4 separate regions of the Mus musculus genome follow, and all the other regions are linked to region 3. The links are chromatin contacts, called in public promoter capture Hi-C maps. All regions are on one chromosome and are shown on one strand. Each heading gives the region's core, a stretch centred on a gene start, on an enhancer-like site or on the middle of the called end of the contact. The rest is flanking DNA. Distances are from core to core; before and after follow the strand shown.

Region 1 (3,688 bases), core at 89-2,588, 1.1 Mb before region 3:
TAACCCTCTTAACCAAAGTTACCAGACTGAATTTATACAGAATCCAAGCAAAGGGTTTCTTTTTAAATTTTTAAAATCCGACATATGTCTAATAAGAGTAAGTAAACACTGGCAGACTTACTAACTACATTGTCACCACATACAGGATGGCTGGGAATTAATATCAATTATCCTCATAAATACATGTATGATGCCATCGTCTATAACTTCTGAAACCAACAGAAAATGTATCTCTAAGTTACTCAAAAAAAGTTGATAAATTTGGAATTTATCATTTGCAAAGTAATACACCAGTGCCTGCGGAGATTTAGGATAAGGGGCAAGGCTTTAATTGTGTGAGGAAAGGGAAACTTTGAGTTATAACCTTTGCCCCAGGCCGTTTATGAGCACACGGTCATTAACGTGTGTCCCCAGGTTCCTGAGCAGGAAGCAGGTAAAGTAACAAACGAAGTTCTGAGTCCCTTTGAACTTTATAGAAAGGCAGTTTATAAATCCCGGGCAAGCGGGTTTGTGTTATAATTCGTCCAGAGTGACTCAACTTAAAACTCTTGTCAAAGGGAAGGCCCGTACCACATACCGTGTACAGCCAGCCCCTCTCCCTCCTCAAGTAGCGCAGGCCTGCTCTCGACTGCCTTGTGCTCTGCCAGCAAGGTTTCTTTTAGATCCCCTTTCCAGCACACCCAGATTAAATGCATGAAAATCTCCACCACCAGGAAAAGACGCCTCTCTCACAGGAGGCCGAGGGCAAGAAGGAGAGCTCTAGCCTTTGCTGTGAGGTGGAATGAATGAGCTATCACCTCCGGTGTTGATTAGACAAGCTTTTCGTCCCCATCCACCATGAATGGAATGGCTGTGCTTCAGCTGTATCACAGTTGATCTACCTTCTGGGCAAAGGACGGCTTTCTTTTTCTTTTTTTTTTTTTTTTTTTTTTTTGCATTCCGAACCTTTATAGTCGAGTTGATGATTTTTAGTTACATATATAGTAATGATACGCTTTCAGTGCTGTGTCATTTTCTTTACCCTTGTAGAGAGATAACATGCAATTATGGAGTGATGTCAGCCTATAACATTTTGGTGTAAAACTTTGGTCACACCAAAATACCAGGCTCCTTAACAAAGCTGGCAGACGCGTCTTTTGGCAGCAGCTGCTCGCCGTGTGATTTAAAACTTCCTGTCACTATAATTGATGTGTTTTTATTCTTTCCATTTCCTGAAGCCTGATCAGAATTAAAATTGCTGTTGGAATTTCCTGTCAAAGCAACTCGTTTATTCGCTGAGCTCTGCACTTTGATTGGACATTGCCTTCAGCAAGAATCAGGTGGAGACTGCAGGAATTTACCCTCTCCACACAGGTTTGATGGCCAAGCACAGACATCTGCAAGTAGATGCAAGCTGTCCATCACCGGGAAACTTGTCCTAGTGAAAACGCCACATGCAAAATGTTAACGATTTGAATATCAAGCTTGACCACCTGCTGGGTGGCTCTGGGGTTCTTGTTCATTTAGGAGGTCCCACAGAGTTTCAAACTGATTGTCTCACGGCAGAATTTAGATCCCTGTCCCGGGTCTCCATTGTCAGAACTTAAGAGCCTCAGATCTCATCCTTGCTTAGATAACAAACTTCTTAAATTTTCCCGTGCCCACTTTCTTCTTTCCCATATGTGCCCCATATGCTTATACAGAAAACATCTCAGAGCAGCTGAGTGTCAAAGGGTGAGGGCCTCAGAAATGTGCAGTTGCCTTGATCCCTGTTTGCTCAACCAAGGAAGATGCAGGTTGGTTGTAACTAGAGGATGGTAGAAGGACCTAATTTCTATTTACTGTTACATTTTTACATTTATTTTTGTATCTGGAAAAAAGAATCCATAACATTCCTCCATTCATGAGAAAGAATCGTGATTTTCCTCAACTTGCCTGTGAGCACGGAGAAGGCGTCTAATCAGTTCTAGACTGCCAGTGTGTCATTCCTCAAATGGCTGCTTTCAAGTTGAACCCAGGAAGGACTTGGGGTTTGAAGAAGTCGCCTCTATCCAATGCTCGGGACACTGCGGATTGTCTTCGCGCACCACAGTGGAGATGCAGGGTGTAGGTGTCTTGATGGGGACCTGGCGTGGCTTTAAAAAGAAATGAGGAAAAATGCATCAAGCTTCCTTTGAAAGGAAACACAGAGACAAAAACAAACACGAACAAAACCAAAAGATCTTTACCATGGAACGCCATTCCTGGACTGTGGTGTGCCTTGGCTGCTGCGGTGCCAGAGGCTGTTTCTCTGCTTTGTTTTGCTTTCCATTTTCAATCCAATTCTGGTTTTTAGCTTGAGATTCTCTGAGAACCTTTGAAATATGGTGTTACACTTATGAAGTGTGAACTCTTGAGCCTGGGACCCTGCTTTAGTCACTGGTTACCCTACCACCTAAGACAGGGTTTTAAAAACTATATATGACTCGGTTCGTACTCATTATATAGTTGAAGAGACTCAAAAGAGACATCCAACATTCCAAAGATAGAAGAAAGGGACCACACTGCATCTGGAGCCAAAGGCCTAGCACATTAGCAACTTTGTTCTTTGTCATTTTTTTTAAACTTTATTTATCTTATATTCTCACTGAAGTGCCTTCCCAGTACCTCCCTCTACTTCCCCTCCCCCTCCCCCACCGGCTCCCCCCTTTCTCTTTAGAAAGGAGCCTCTTGGATGGCAACCAACCATGACATATCAAGTTGCAGTAAGACTAGGCACTACTCTTGTGTTAACCTAAACAAGACAACCTTGTATGAGGAACGGATCCCAAAGGCAAGCAACAGACTCAGAGACAGCTCCTGCTGCCACTGTTAGGAGTTTCACATGAAGACCAAGCTACACAACAGCAACATATGTGCAGAGGGCCCAGGTCAGTTCCATTCAGGCTCCCATGATGGAGGTTCAGTCTCTGTGAGCCCCTATGCACCCAGGTTGGAGCAACCTTGTTCTTAATGATACATGACAACTGTTTGTCCACTAGAATCACTAATTGAAAAGCCGTAAAGCAAACAAACAAGCAAACTAACTAAAACTAATATCCAGGTATTCTCAGGGCAATTAAGTTTAAGTCTAGTAGTTGAAGTCAGAGACGGATGTCAACCTCTGTGCAAGCTCAGTGCTCTTGACCTTGAACCCCAGGCTCATCTTGTTCCAGAACGTCAGGCCTGATTTGTTGACTCTCTAAATTAAGACCCTGTGCATGAACACTGGAGAGAAGGGAGGACAGCTGGTGGAGAAGAAGAACAACCTACAGGGTCACCTTGGGTGACACAACAGGCCTACTGGACACCAGAGAATGAGAAGGCCATTGAGATTCGGTGTTTTCAGTGTTAGATATTCAGAGCAGGAGGAGAGACATGACACAACTGAGGACTTTCTCTGCTATTAGGGTAACTTTTGAATGTTTGATATTTTGCATCACTAGTCCCCCGATACACCTATCCCCACTCTATCATCTGGCCTCTATTTGCCCTTTGTATATGTTACACTTTATTCGCCAAAGCCCTTGACAGCAGGGTAGCCCACAGGAAGGTCAATATGAACAATTTGTTCTTTTAAATATGGTAGGGAGGTCATGTGTACTGTGCACATGGGAAAAGTTTGTTCTGTGGAGCTCATGAGTTTTACCCTGACAATTTGGAAAGCTTGTACAAGGATTTCTGCTACCTT
Region 2 (3,469 bases), core at 222-2,721, 1.1 Mb before region 3:
TGAACTTATTACTTAAAAGAATAGCCAAGTGGTTGTTGATAAGCTGTAGGGGTGTCTGGGTGCATATTAAATGTTACTACTAAGATGAGATATCTTGCCAGTATCAATGTTCTTTAAGTGCAGATAGAGGGTAGAGTCCCTAGTCCTGTTGTTAATAGATGTAAGGATTGGTAAACCCTCCTAAAGTAGCAAATATTTTCCCCACTTTCTCTTTGTGCATGCCTTCCCTGAGTATTGACGGTACCATGTCCCCAGGTAAGATGCTCAAGGTCTGGTGTTAGGACCAGCTGACACAGGGTGCCAAAGATCAAACAGAAAACACAAACCATTCACTGTGAAGCAGGGCTCAGTACTCTAGGTAGATGGAGGATGCCCAAGCTTATACATTCCACTTCTCAGTTCCATTTGCTGTTATGTTCTGATTAGTATTATAACTTTCTTGCAAATCACCTGGTGACACTGATAACTTAGCAGCTTTTATCCAGGGACCCACAGAGTTTACAGTTTGTGTTTCTTTGGGGAAAACATTTCTATAAATATTTATGAGCCACAGAGGAAGTCCCTGGACCTACGCTTTGGGAAAAATGGAGTACTGAGCTTGTCACTCACTCTTCAAGCTATCCAGCACCATGAGAAGTAGACTTCCTCCTAGTGCCACGCACTCAACTCTGTAGCAGTGACAACACAATTCCTCCAAACCCTTCTTTCCAGTGGCTGCTTCATTAAAGATCTGCACAGAGGAACCACTACTCAACTGTTTGTTACTCCCAACATATCCCACGTGTGAACTCTGAGATTCCTCTTTAAAACCAGCAAGGACACAACCAGTTTCCCAGATAACACGATTCAGATGCCAGCCTTCAAAGTAATGTCCGAATCTGCGGTTGCCAGAATAGAAATGAAGTCTGCTTCATTTGAACAGAAAATAATCTTTGGCAGAAGATATGAGATACTTTACAGAATTGATATAAATGCTTGGGAATTTTGGTCAGAAATAGATATGAGACTAGGCAGCATCTGCAGTGGACTGAATAGTCGTGTGTCCTTAAAATTCAAATATTGAAGCCCTAAGTGACCAGGGCCTTTAGGGAAAAGGTGCCCGGTTAAGACATTATAAGTGGGTCTAATCTGATGAGATAAGTGACCTTATAAAAAGAAAGGACACAGTGCCCTTTCTCCATGCAATAGACAAGAGGACATTTGAGAATACAGTGAAGAAACAGTTATCTGATGCTAGCTGAAAGAGCCAGGTTAGAAGTCCCGATGTTCCTTGCACAGGATGTTCCCGTTTGTGCCCAGAATTCAAGCTCTGTAGTCACCGTCGCCTTGCAAGCTTCTAATTTCCCCTGTTCTTTTCCGGTGCTCTCTTGAAATTTGAAGAGCCATCTGGAAGCCTATTAGGTAGTCTTGAGTTACAAGCCCCAGTGTTAGCAGTGAGAGGCGATGCAGGGAAGGACCCCACACGCTGTCCTTGCCACATTCAGCTTCCACAATGTCTGGGCAGACTGCAACTCCACTTTGATCTACTGCAGAGCTCCTGTCCAAAACAGAGTAGTGGATGCTGGGTAGCTAAAAATATATACGGAAAAAAATAATCACTGTGGTGTAAGAAATGAAAAAGAGAGGTGACCAGCAAAATGGTATTTATGATGTGTGCAGAACTCTCCTATACATTATGAGACTAGAGTGTTGCTGTAGAATTTACTCACCTTATAAATCAAGAGTGCAGAGAGAACTTGGCTCCTTTATTTTGTCTGCAGCTGTCTACAATACTACTGGTTGTCAAGGAAACGGTATTAAATAAACAACCATAGTCCATTCTCTACTTTTAAACATTTTCTGTTAGTATGCTCCATTCGTCTTGGATAGAAACCTGTAGGCTCTCCTAAGGGTCCACTCCTATCCACTTTCCTCCATAATTCACAGCCGAATGCGGGGAGAGATGTGCGGTTTACATGATCATATAACCAACATGGATGTAGAGACAACGTAAAGGAGTCTGCCTTGGGCTGGTCCTTGGCTCACATCTGTTGTCCTTTATCCAATGACACTGGTACTCTGGACACCAGGACAAACTGGTACACAGGACATAACATGGAGCTAGTGAAAAGGCGTGGCTTGTCAGTGATTCTAGGGAGCGTTCACCATGGATTTCTTGATGACTTGGTCCCTTCCTGGCTTTCACTGTTTCCAGGCCTTGATTTGATGCCTTCTTTTCTACATAGCCCTTGACCCGATGTCTGCCTACTATGGTTATCAATCTTCCTAATGCTATAACCCTTTAATATAATTCCTCATATTGTGGTGACTCCCCAAACCAGAGAAATATTTTGTTGCTAGCTTACAACTTTAATTTTGCTATTGTTATGAATCGTAATATAAGTATCTGATATTCATGATATGTGATATGCAGCTCCCAAGAGTGTTGAGTCCCCGGGTTGAGAACTGTTATGGTTTGGGGTTTCAAGATGCAGCTTTTAAGAAGAGAGTTGAATTTTACTTTAGTATTCTATTTTCATTCTTCTATTTAAATTCTAGTCTCCTTACTGGCATCTGAGTACACTAAAAGACTCAAAATGAGAATGACTGCATTCAGACAAATGGAGAAACATACAAATAATTTTTAAACATAACTTCACTCTATATAAAAATGAAAAGAGTAAATAAATATATACATTAATTAATACATGTTAAATATATATATGTATATATATATGTATATATACATATGTATATGAAGAGAAAATAGGAGTAGTGAATATTACAGATGTTTACAGGTGATTTTTTTCCCCTGAAGAATAGCAGTTCATGTTCTGCTTGGCCCAAGAAGCCTGCAGTAGCCCCACTTCTAGTCTGACAACATGTCGTGTTCTGGCCATCCCACATACTTCCTTAAACCTCTGGAAATTGTAGAAGTAACATTTAGCAAATAAAAAATTTCCAAGAGAACTTACCAAGACTTGATAAGAGCAGTAAGGATCTGTGATCTGTCTCTCCGCCATCCTTGACTCCAGTCCTACTGCTCAGCTCTAAGGAAACTCCTGTCCATACAAAGCAAAGAACACACCCCGCCCTTACCCTCACTGGAGGCTGATGATGATGCTCTCACCCCTGAGAGCAATGGGGTGTTGACATTTCTCATTCTCCCTTCCCTAATGTGGAAAAGGCTATGTTCCAGGTAAGTATGGCTGTCAGGTGGAAGCACTTTTCTGCAGCTCTGCCCGGACAGGAGGGATGGAGGCCTTACCTTGGCTTCATCTTAAGACTATGAAGGCCTCAGTTGCAGTTACACTGACTTTTGTGGAAATGTGTTTCTGGATTTTGGCTCTTGGGGAAAACAAAAGGAAGGCAAACTGCGTGACCAGAGGCTAGTTCTGCTGGACACACCTCCAACCCCTTGTTCTTAACATAAAAGTCTAGTTCAAAGCAATGTATTCCATTGCCACACACCCACAGTCTAGACTCTAGA
Region 3 (3,589 bases), core at 221-2,720:
GAAGAGTCGGTGTATGAAGCTGCTGCCAGAGGAAGGGTGGAGAAGGAGGGAGGGCTGCGGTCTCCGCTCTACTGGAGTAGGGGATGCTAATATTAGCAGCCTTATTAATGTGTCGGTGAGGGGAGATCAAAATCGACTAGTAAAATTTCTCCACTGAGACTTCACGCCTCTCATTTACCGCCCAAGCTCTCTACCCCACTGTAACGCTCTAAGGAAGTTTCACAGTGGACGGAAAGGGGAGTCTGTGGGGAAGAAGGAAGGCAGACAAATTCTAGGCACTTACGGAGAGAGCACTCGATGGAGTGTGTGTGTGTGTGTGGGGGGGGGTCCCTCTAACAGAGTGAACTCTCGGCAATCCTCCGCTATTTTAAATGACTTTTTGTATTTGGAAATACCTTGGATAAACCGCAAAGTTCCCTGTTCGCTTTTCTGTCAGGCTGCAGCCCTCCGGCCCCCAGGTCACCCGGTGTGCTGCCCGCACCCTCCATGAGAGGCCTCGGGGCGCTTCGCTGGCTAATCCAGACTAGATCTCACCAACTCAGCACGCTCACCCAGAATTCCAACTAACTTTCCTTTTATTACGCAAACACCACTAGGGCTGCTTGATTTCACCCACCCCCCGCCCCCCAAATCCCTTAGCCTCTTTGCAGCCAAGCTGGCTTTCTGGCTAGGCCAGCTAGGAATCCAGCTAAGGAGGGATCCTCGAGCAGCGCCAGAGGCAAAACACCCGATTAAACCTCTTCAAAAGTCCTCCACTGCCCCCCCCCCCATGCCGGTGTGAGGTGCTGTCCTGTTTGCAGTCCCAGGCCCCCACTCGCTTCTGCGAAGCACCCTTCTATGGGTGCGGACAGCGTGGCCCTCATCTACCACCCAACTTGGCGCCCGCGGGGTTACGGATGCCCTGGGTACCTGCCTCCCGCCCCCGCGCGCCTACCTGGCTGGCTGGTGGCACTCGGGACGCGGTTGTAGGCGCCGCCGTACTGGTGGTAGGGGCTGGCGTAGCCGTAGTCGGCATAAGCCTTGGCCGGGTAGCCGGCTGCGGAGCCGTTCACGCCGTGGTACTGGTACTGGTAGGGGTTGAGCGCTTTGCCATAAGAAGCAGAGGTAGGAGAGCAGTAGCCGTGCGGGGCGGCCCCCGCGGGACTGTAGTAGTCAGAATCGGTGGCCGAGGACTCGGGCAAAGTTGGCGATTCCTGAGACGGGTGGTGCATGGCGGCGGACGTCGGGAACGGAGCTTGGAAGTCGCCGGATCGGATGCTTGGGACTCTTCTGTCAAACACTCCTGTCATAGCTCCCGGGCGGTGGCTGTTCTTCTACTGCGGCGGCCGCTGCTGCCTGAATTGGCTGTGGAGCTGCTCTGGTCTAAGCAGACATGGCTGTGGGAGCGAGGGAGGAGGAGGAAGAGGAGGAGGCGGCGGCGGCGGCGGGGAGGAGGAGGAGGAGGAGGCTGGGAGTCGTGGAGGCTCTGTCTCCCGCAGGCTGACTGCTGGCTGAGGCGCAGCACAGCCTTGGTTAAATCCTTAATTGCGCGCTTACGCACAGCGGGGTGGATCGGGTTCCATTGGCCAGGGCTTCGGGAGCAGAGCAACACCCTAACTCGTCCAACTAGTTTTAGCACAACAAAGCATTGCTTAAAGAGAGAGAGAGAGAGAGAGAGAGAGAGAGAGAGAGAGAGAGAGAGAGAGAGAGAGAGAGAGAGGCGTACAAGGAGAGAGAGAGTGTGTGTGTGTGTGTGTGTGTGTGTGTGTGTGTGAGAGAGAGAGAGAGAGAGAGAGAGAGAGAGAGAGAGAGAGAGAGAGAGAGAGAATATGAGTTGTTCCCTGTTGGGGGAGGGAGGGTCTCAGTCGATCTCTTTTTAGTGAATAGCTTCGACAAACCAAGCAGTCCCAGGGCCTAGCTCCGTGCTGTTTGAAGACAACGTGTTCCAATCAGCAATCTCAAAAGTACAGTTTAGAGGATGCGGTTCTTGATGCTCTTTTCTTGCTCCACACCTACCAGTCCTCTCCCCCCTCCTCCGACGGAGACTGTAGGAGAGAGCACCGCTGTGGGACTGTGTGCAGAGGAGGAGCAGTGTTAGATGGCAGTGAGAACAAATGGAGAACAGCATTGTCTTAGTGGGATGATGGGAAGCAAGTTGCAACTAATTTATGTTGAAAATTTGTAAACTGGAAAACAGTTGGACACGCAGCAAGCGCTTTTGCAGAAGCCCCTGTTTCTCAGGACTCCACAGAGATGTCCAAGAATCTAGACGTCCCCAGTGGCAACTGAAGTCTTTACAGGGACTGCTGAAAATCAATGTCTTTCATTCCTGAATACCTTGCCACTGCCTGAACTCTCTTAGTTGGCTTTCCCAGAGAGCTGAGCAGCCTTTTGGTTTTTTGCTCAATATCCTCGACTACTTGGAAGCTTCTAGAATGGCTCTTGTCTCAGTTCAGGAGCCAGATTCCTGCAAACGTGAATTGATTTGGGTGTGTGACCTATAGTGTGCCTCCAGACCAAATGGAGTATGAAGACCGAAAAGTAGGCAAGGAACCAAGTCCGCTTGGGAGATGGGGTTTCGATCATGGACGACCCTCTCCTGGTTCCATTACCTACATCCACTCCAATCCCCCTCTCAATTCTTGAGTTTGGGTTCTGTAGCATCCCCCATTATTTCCTGCCTACTGAGCATCTTCGTTTATGTACAAAGGGAGCAGGGTTCAAGACTCATACACTGGCCACAGACCACCAGAAGAAGTTTATTTTGTCAACATGGGCTTTTCCTCTAGTTATGATTGAGTGAGGCCTTAGGAATGTGTTCTGATCCTCACTCAATGCTGTGTCTACTCCCCTCAAAAATGAGTTGTATCCTATTTTGGGCCTCCTTTTGGCCAGGAACCTGGGAGTGTCATTGAATGTTCAGGGTGGAATCTTCTGGTTCCTCTTCTGGTTCCCCTTTTGCCAGGGGAAGAAGTGAAAATCTGCCTGAGTTTTGTCTGAGGTTACTTTGTTCTTGTTTTGGCAACCAAGGACTCCAAGCCTCTGTCAGAGAGCTGGAAGCAGGAGGTCAGTCCCTCTCTGGAATCTGGAGCTGCAACTGGAAGCAGCAACACGTGCCTCAGGTGCACATGGGCCCCATAAACCCAGGCTACTGTTGCTTTTCCTTGGCTGTACAACTTCAGCTTTTGTCAACAACGAGAGGGAGCTAGCATGCAGCAGGGCCACCCCTTTCTTCATCTGGAGTCCCTACTTGCAGCCTTGGTGTCTCTAGATTTCCCTTCTGACACAGATGTGTGGGTTTAACAAATGTTTGCTGTTCCTTGACACTGATCCCTTGCCTTTGATTTTCATGTGGCTGTCCAGGCTCTAGATTTGCACTGAGTGTCTTCAAGGAGGCAAACGTACTGCTGACCTTACTGGATTATGATTGCGGTCTGCTCTAAAGATGCTCACCTAATCCATGGGGCCTTACAAATCAATGCCTTGAGCTGGTCAAAGTGTTCAGAGGTTATAAAAAAAAAAAGTGCAGAGAGATGGGTGATCCCATCACAGGCCCCAATTTTATTTACTATAAATTTAAATGTAATAACCAGGAGGAAAAAGGTCAGCA
Region 4 (3,627 bases), core at 1,051-3,550, 1.0 Mb before region 3:
GACGTAATAATCCTACTGCTGTTAAAGATGACAGAGAAGACTGATAGAAACTAGAGAGAGCAGCCACTAGTTAAAAACAATCATTCTGTCAATGATGGAAGCAAAATGGGCAGAAGCCAGAAGAAGCTCTGAGACAGGAAAAGGTAGGCACAGTTAGGACAAAGCGCAGCCTCAAACAAGGCAGCCCAGGGAGAGGCAGTGAGCAGCCCTTCATGCAGCTTAGATGGACTTTCTCTTCTGGCCCTAGAGGGCACTTGCATGCAAATGGTACACACAAACTCAACTAACTGTAAATCAAACAGCCAATCAACCAATCAACAAAGACGTAAATCAATCTTTTTCAATGTCACTAAGATAGCTCTTTTGGCATGCTTGAGATAGTTACCCAAGAAGGTTGCTGCAGTAGAATAAGCCTGGCAGGTCCTAACTGCTTTAGCTTCCTGTCTCGCCATGCCATCATTCTCTCTTGCTTCTGTGTAATAACTCTTGCCTAAAAATTTCCATTGGAGCCAGGCTGGTGTGAACTTTTAAATAACCCTAACAATTAGCCAAATAAAGCTCTTTGTTTTGTAAAGTTACCCAGCCACGGGCCTTGTGTTACAGGAGGAGAAAATGAACTGATACAAATCCAGAGAAGCCTCACAGAGGCAGTGCCTGTGTGTGTTGTACGCTTCTTCTGGGGGTCAAGGCTGCTGACCAGAGGTGATGGGAGAGATGAATGCACAGGAGGGGCAATATTCCCCACACCTGCGTGACAGAGATCAGGCTCATAAGAGAATCTGAGGCCCAAGCTTCTATTTAAGGTCTGGCTGAAGTGGCAAGGAAAATAGCAAAGAGCCTGAGCGTGCATCAGAGTCACCTGGAGAGCTCCCTCAGTTCCGACTGCTGAGACCCATCCTTCACAGGAGGCCTGAGAAAATGGGCACATAGTAGGTTTCAGGACAACACTTTGTAGGGACACTATTTGGAGAGCCACAGTGCCAAAAGGTCTACACGGCCAAGAAGATGAACAAGGAGAAAAGGTGCGGCTTGTGTTTCAAGCTCACATCAACTAGTTACACACGGCTGATGAGAGCACTCTGGAGACTAGCAAGGGCGCTCCTTGTTCTGATCTGCATTTGAGATGTCCCCACCCAGGCTCATAGCCAAGCTTGTTCTCCATCTGGCGGAGCAACTTTGGAAGGACTTAGAACCTTCAGGAAGTGCAGCCTCCCTGGCAGAAATGTGTCACCAGCAAAGAACCCTTGATGGCTATATCCGGGCTCCTAGTTCCTTCTTCTCTCCACTGCCTGTTCCAATGTGATGGGAACAACCCCTGCCACCTGCTCCTGCCAGGAATCAAGCTGCTCCGCTGTGGCTTTCCTGTCACAAGGGACTGAAACACTGTGAATCGTGAATACAGAGTCTTTCATCCCTTCTATTATTTCTGTCTACCATTTCTGCCATGTCAGGGGAAAGATAAGTAGCAAAGCCCATGACTCTGGGGCTGGGCAATCCGTGAAGATGTCATCCAAACTGTTCTAAGGTCTCCACTCATCAGATGAGGGCTAGAGAGATGGCTCCGCAGTTAGGAGTACTGGCTGCTCTTCCAGAGGTCCTGAGTTCAATTCCCAGCAACCACATGGTGGCTCACAACCATCTGTAATGGGACCTGCTGCCCTCTTCTGGTGTGCCAGGGACAGCTACAGTGTACTCATATACATGAAATAAGTAAAACTCAAAACAAACAAAAACCTGCACATCACAACCAATATCCATCCATGGAGCAGCAGCCGAGAAACTCGAATCCTCACTTGAATCGTGCATGTGCCCTACTTGTAAGCCTTTCAGCTTTGACCTGTTCTGTGGCCAGAACTATATACAGATATCCCACAGTATCCTGGGAAATTGGTTTCAGAACTGGCTCTCCCCCCCACCCCGCCCCCTTGGACACTTAGGTCTGGGCATGCAGAAGTTCCCTACAGAAAAAATGGTGTAGTGTCTGGATGCTACCTGTGTACACCCTACCACACTCTTTAAATTGTGTAGGTAACTCACAACATTGAACACAACACAGATGTTCTATATTATCTGTGAATCTTTGGGATAGAGATTAGCTTTGAAATTATGTTCTGTCTATAGTCTATTAGATGCCCCAATATAGAACTCCGAAATATCAGGGTTCCTTTGTGACTCGATGTTAGCCCCAGCCTGCTTTGCATTTGTCAGATGAGCTAGACAGCAGGCAGAAGCACTAATCTGTCACTCCCGGAGAAAAACAACCCAAGCTCGCTGCCTCTCATGGCCGTGTGCTTATGCTCATTTCCTCTGCTCTGGGAAGCCTGGAGTCCTTCCCTTGGCAGGACGGGCCTGGCTGCTATCCCTACACATCCCCTACTGTTTCCATAGAAAGAATTTCCCAACCTTCTTGTGTATTCTTTTCTATTTTGGTTGTTTTCATAAGATGCTTGTAATGATTTTGTGGGTTGCAGATTAAGAAAAGGAAATTTTTGAAATAGGACGTTCAAAGGACATGCCTTACCCATATTAGGTCAGCTGTGCCATTCCTATGTGTGGATAGAACATTTTCACCCCTTAATAAGATTAGTAACTGAAGATGATATTAGTCACAATATGAAATAATGTTCCCTTTTAAATGTGATGATCGTTCTGATTTATTTCCCCATCTGCGAGATGAGAATGATAATTACCCCTTTGAAAATATCATATGGTCAAATTAGTTAATGTTGGACAAGCATTTCAGAATGAAGATACCTAATAATTTATTAGTGGCTCCGCTGGCATGCAATTTGAGAATGAAGTCTGCCTTTGAGGAATTGGCGCTTGTGTTAATTCATGTTTTCCTTAAATTCCATGGAGCTCACGAATGTACTCTCTCTCTGGGTGCCAGCCATACCCAACTGTGGCACATGGCCTTGTAGCCTTTGCCCAGCTGTGGCACATGGCGTTGCAGCCTCTGCCTGGAGAAGACATGTCTGAGAGGGCAACAGTCTGGCAGTCAGGATCTGAAGTAGAGACTGAGCAGATAAGCCACTCACATACTTCTTAATTTACTGCTTTCCTTTTGATTAAAAGACTTTTGTTTTTCATTTGTGAGGAAAGGAGAAATCTCACAGCACCTCATTTTCTGCTGTGTCCCTCGAGAGCCCTAGACCCATTCATGACCTTGGACAGAACAATCCTATGTCTCAAATGAGACAGGAAACATGAACGCTCATCTTCATTTACTCCCTTCAGTGCTAGCTTGATAGCAGAGCACTTCCTAATTCAGAAAGCAGTATTTTCTCTATTCACAAAGGAATCTGTGGAGAATAAACATTTAATTTCCAATACATAGTGATGGCTGTCCCTCACTAAATTCTGTATTCTGGAAGCTCCAGCTGGTCTCTATACATCAAGTCCGAAAAAGGCTGTGGCTGGCAAAAATTCATATACCTGTGTAGAGGAAATGTTGGTATTTGACCATGTGTCTCTCTGGTCCTTCACTTTCCTTATTAACATATATTTTCTAGACCCCAGGTAGGGTGTTATATTTCTATACATCTCTACAAAACAGTATGAAGCAAGGTAAGAGAAGTTATCAAATATTCAATGTGGGTTTCTTTCCATGGCTCTATGATAGATATC

Evidence for each region. Promoter capture Hi-C pulls out the DNA fragments that hold promoters and counts their contacts.
Region 1: a contact with region 3 is called in a promoter capture Hi-C map of second pharyngeal arch cranial neural crest. The contact joins the enhancer-like site here to the promoter of Dlx5 in region 3. A contact is called at or near these places in 7 of 39 promoter capture datasets (the 3T3-L1 cell line, cranial neural crest, embryonic stem cells and 4 more), 1 of 15 datasets of contacts at CTCF or cohesin (stem cell-derived epiblast-like cells), 2 of 484 Hi-C or Micro-C datasets (both in embryonic stem cells), 8 of 115 datasets of contacts at active chromatin or transcription factors (craniofacial prominence, embryonic forebrain, embryonic limb bud and 3 more) and 1 of 9 other capture datasets (embryonic stem cells).
Region 2: a promoter capture Hi-C map of stem cell-derived epiblast-like cells shows a contact between it and region 3, with 13 times the contacts expected there. The contact joins the enhancer-like site here to the promoter of Dlx5 in region 3. A contact is called at or near these places in 9 of 39 promoter capture datasets (cranial neural crest, embryonic stem cells, frontonasal cranial neural crest and 5 more), 5 of 484 Hi-C or Micro-C datasets (cerebellum, cortical neurons, embryonic stem cells and 1 more), 4 of 115 datasets of contacts at active chromatin or transcription factors (embryonic forebrain, embryonic hindbrain, embryonic limb bud and 1 more) and 1 of 9 other capture datasets (embryonic stem cells).
Region 4: a promoter capture Hi-C map of hippocampal neurons shows a contact between it and region 3, with 24 times the contacts expected there. The contact joins the enhancer-like site here to the promoter of Dlx5 in region 3. A contact is called at or near these places in 24 of 39 promoter capture datasets (the 3T3-L1 cell line, 3T3-L1-derived adipocytes, the C10 cell line and 14 more), 5 of 15 datasets of contacts at CTCF or cohesin (the NIH/3T3 cell line, embryonic stem cells, hippocampal excitatory neurons and 2 more), 89 of 484 Hi-C or Micro-C datasets (the AtT-20 cell line, the C2C12 cell line, DN3 thymocytes and 41 more), 20 of 115 datasets of contacts at active chromatin or transcription factors (SST interneurons, acute myeloid leukemia, astrocytes and 12 more) and 1 of 9 other capture datasets (embryonic stem cells).

Annotation. Positions count from the first base shown.
Region 1 is chr6:5,828,208-5,831,895 of GRCm38.p6, forward strand. All of the region lies in intron 6 of Dync1i1 (dynein cytoplasmic 1 intermediate chain 1), which reads left to right. Among named protein-coding and RNA genes, the nearest start is that of Gm34527, 10 kb to the left of the region's middle. Within about 2 kb of position 1,339, at least 15 of the 459 cell types and tissues checked have an H3K27ac peak or open chromatin away from gene starts, as enhancers often do. A contact at or near this core is called in embryonic limb bud and second pharyngeal arch cranial neural crest, where this site is marked.
Region 2 is chr6:5,806,645-5,810,113 of GRCm38.p6, forward strand. The region is part of intron 6 of Dync1i1 (dynein cytoplasmic 1 intermediate chain 1); the gene reads left to right. It overlaps Gm34527 (a long non-coding RNA gene), which reads right to left. Exons shown (of 4, transcript XR_377319.4): 3 at 2,955-3,041; 4 at 1-1,569. Among named protein-coding and RNA genes, the nearest start is that of Gm34527, 11 kb to the right of the region's middle. Within about 2 kb of position 1,472, at least 9 of the 459 cell types and tissues checked have an H3K27ac peak or open chromatin away from gene starts, as enhancers often do. A contact at or near this core is called in embryonic limb bud, where this site is marked.
Region 3 is chr6:6,880,598-6,884,186 of GRCm38.p6, forward strand. It overlaps Dlx5 (distal-less homeobox 5), which reads right to left and starts at 1,471. Exons shown (of 3, transcript NM_010056.3): 1 at 935-1,471. The coding sequence starts at 1,289.
Region 4 is chr6:5,853,436-5,857,062 of GRCm38.p6, forward strand. All of the region lies in intron 6 of Dync1i1 (dynein cytoplasmic 1 intermediate chain 1), which reads left to right. Among named protein-coding and RNA genes, the nearest start is that of Gm34527, 35 kb to the left of the region's middle. Within about 2 kb of position 2,301, at least 4 of the 459 cell types and tissues checked have an H3K27ac peak or open chromatin away from gene starts, as enhancers often do. A contact at or near this core is called in cerebellar granule neurons and hippocampal neurons, where this site is marked.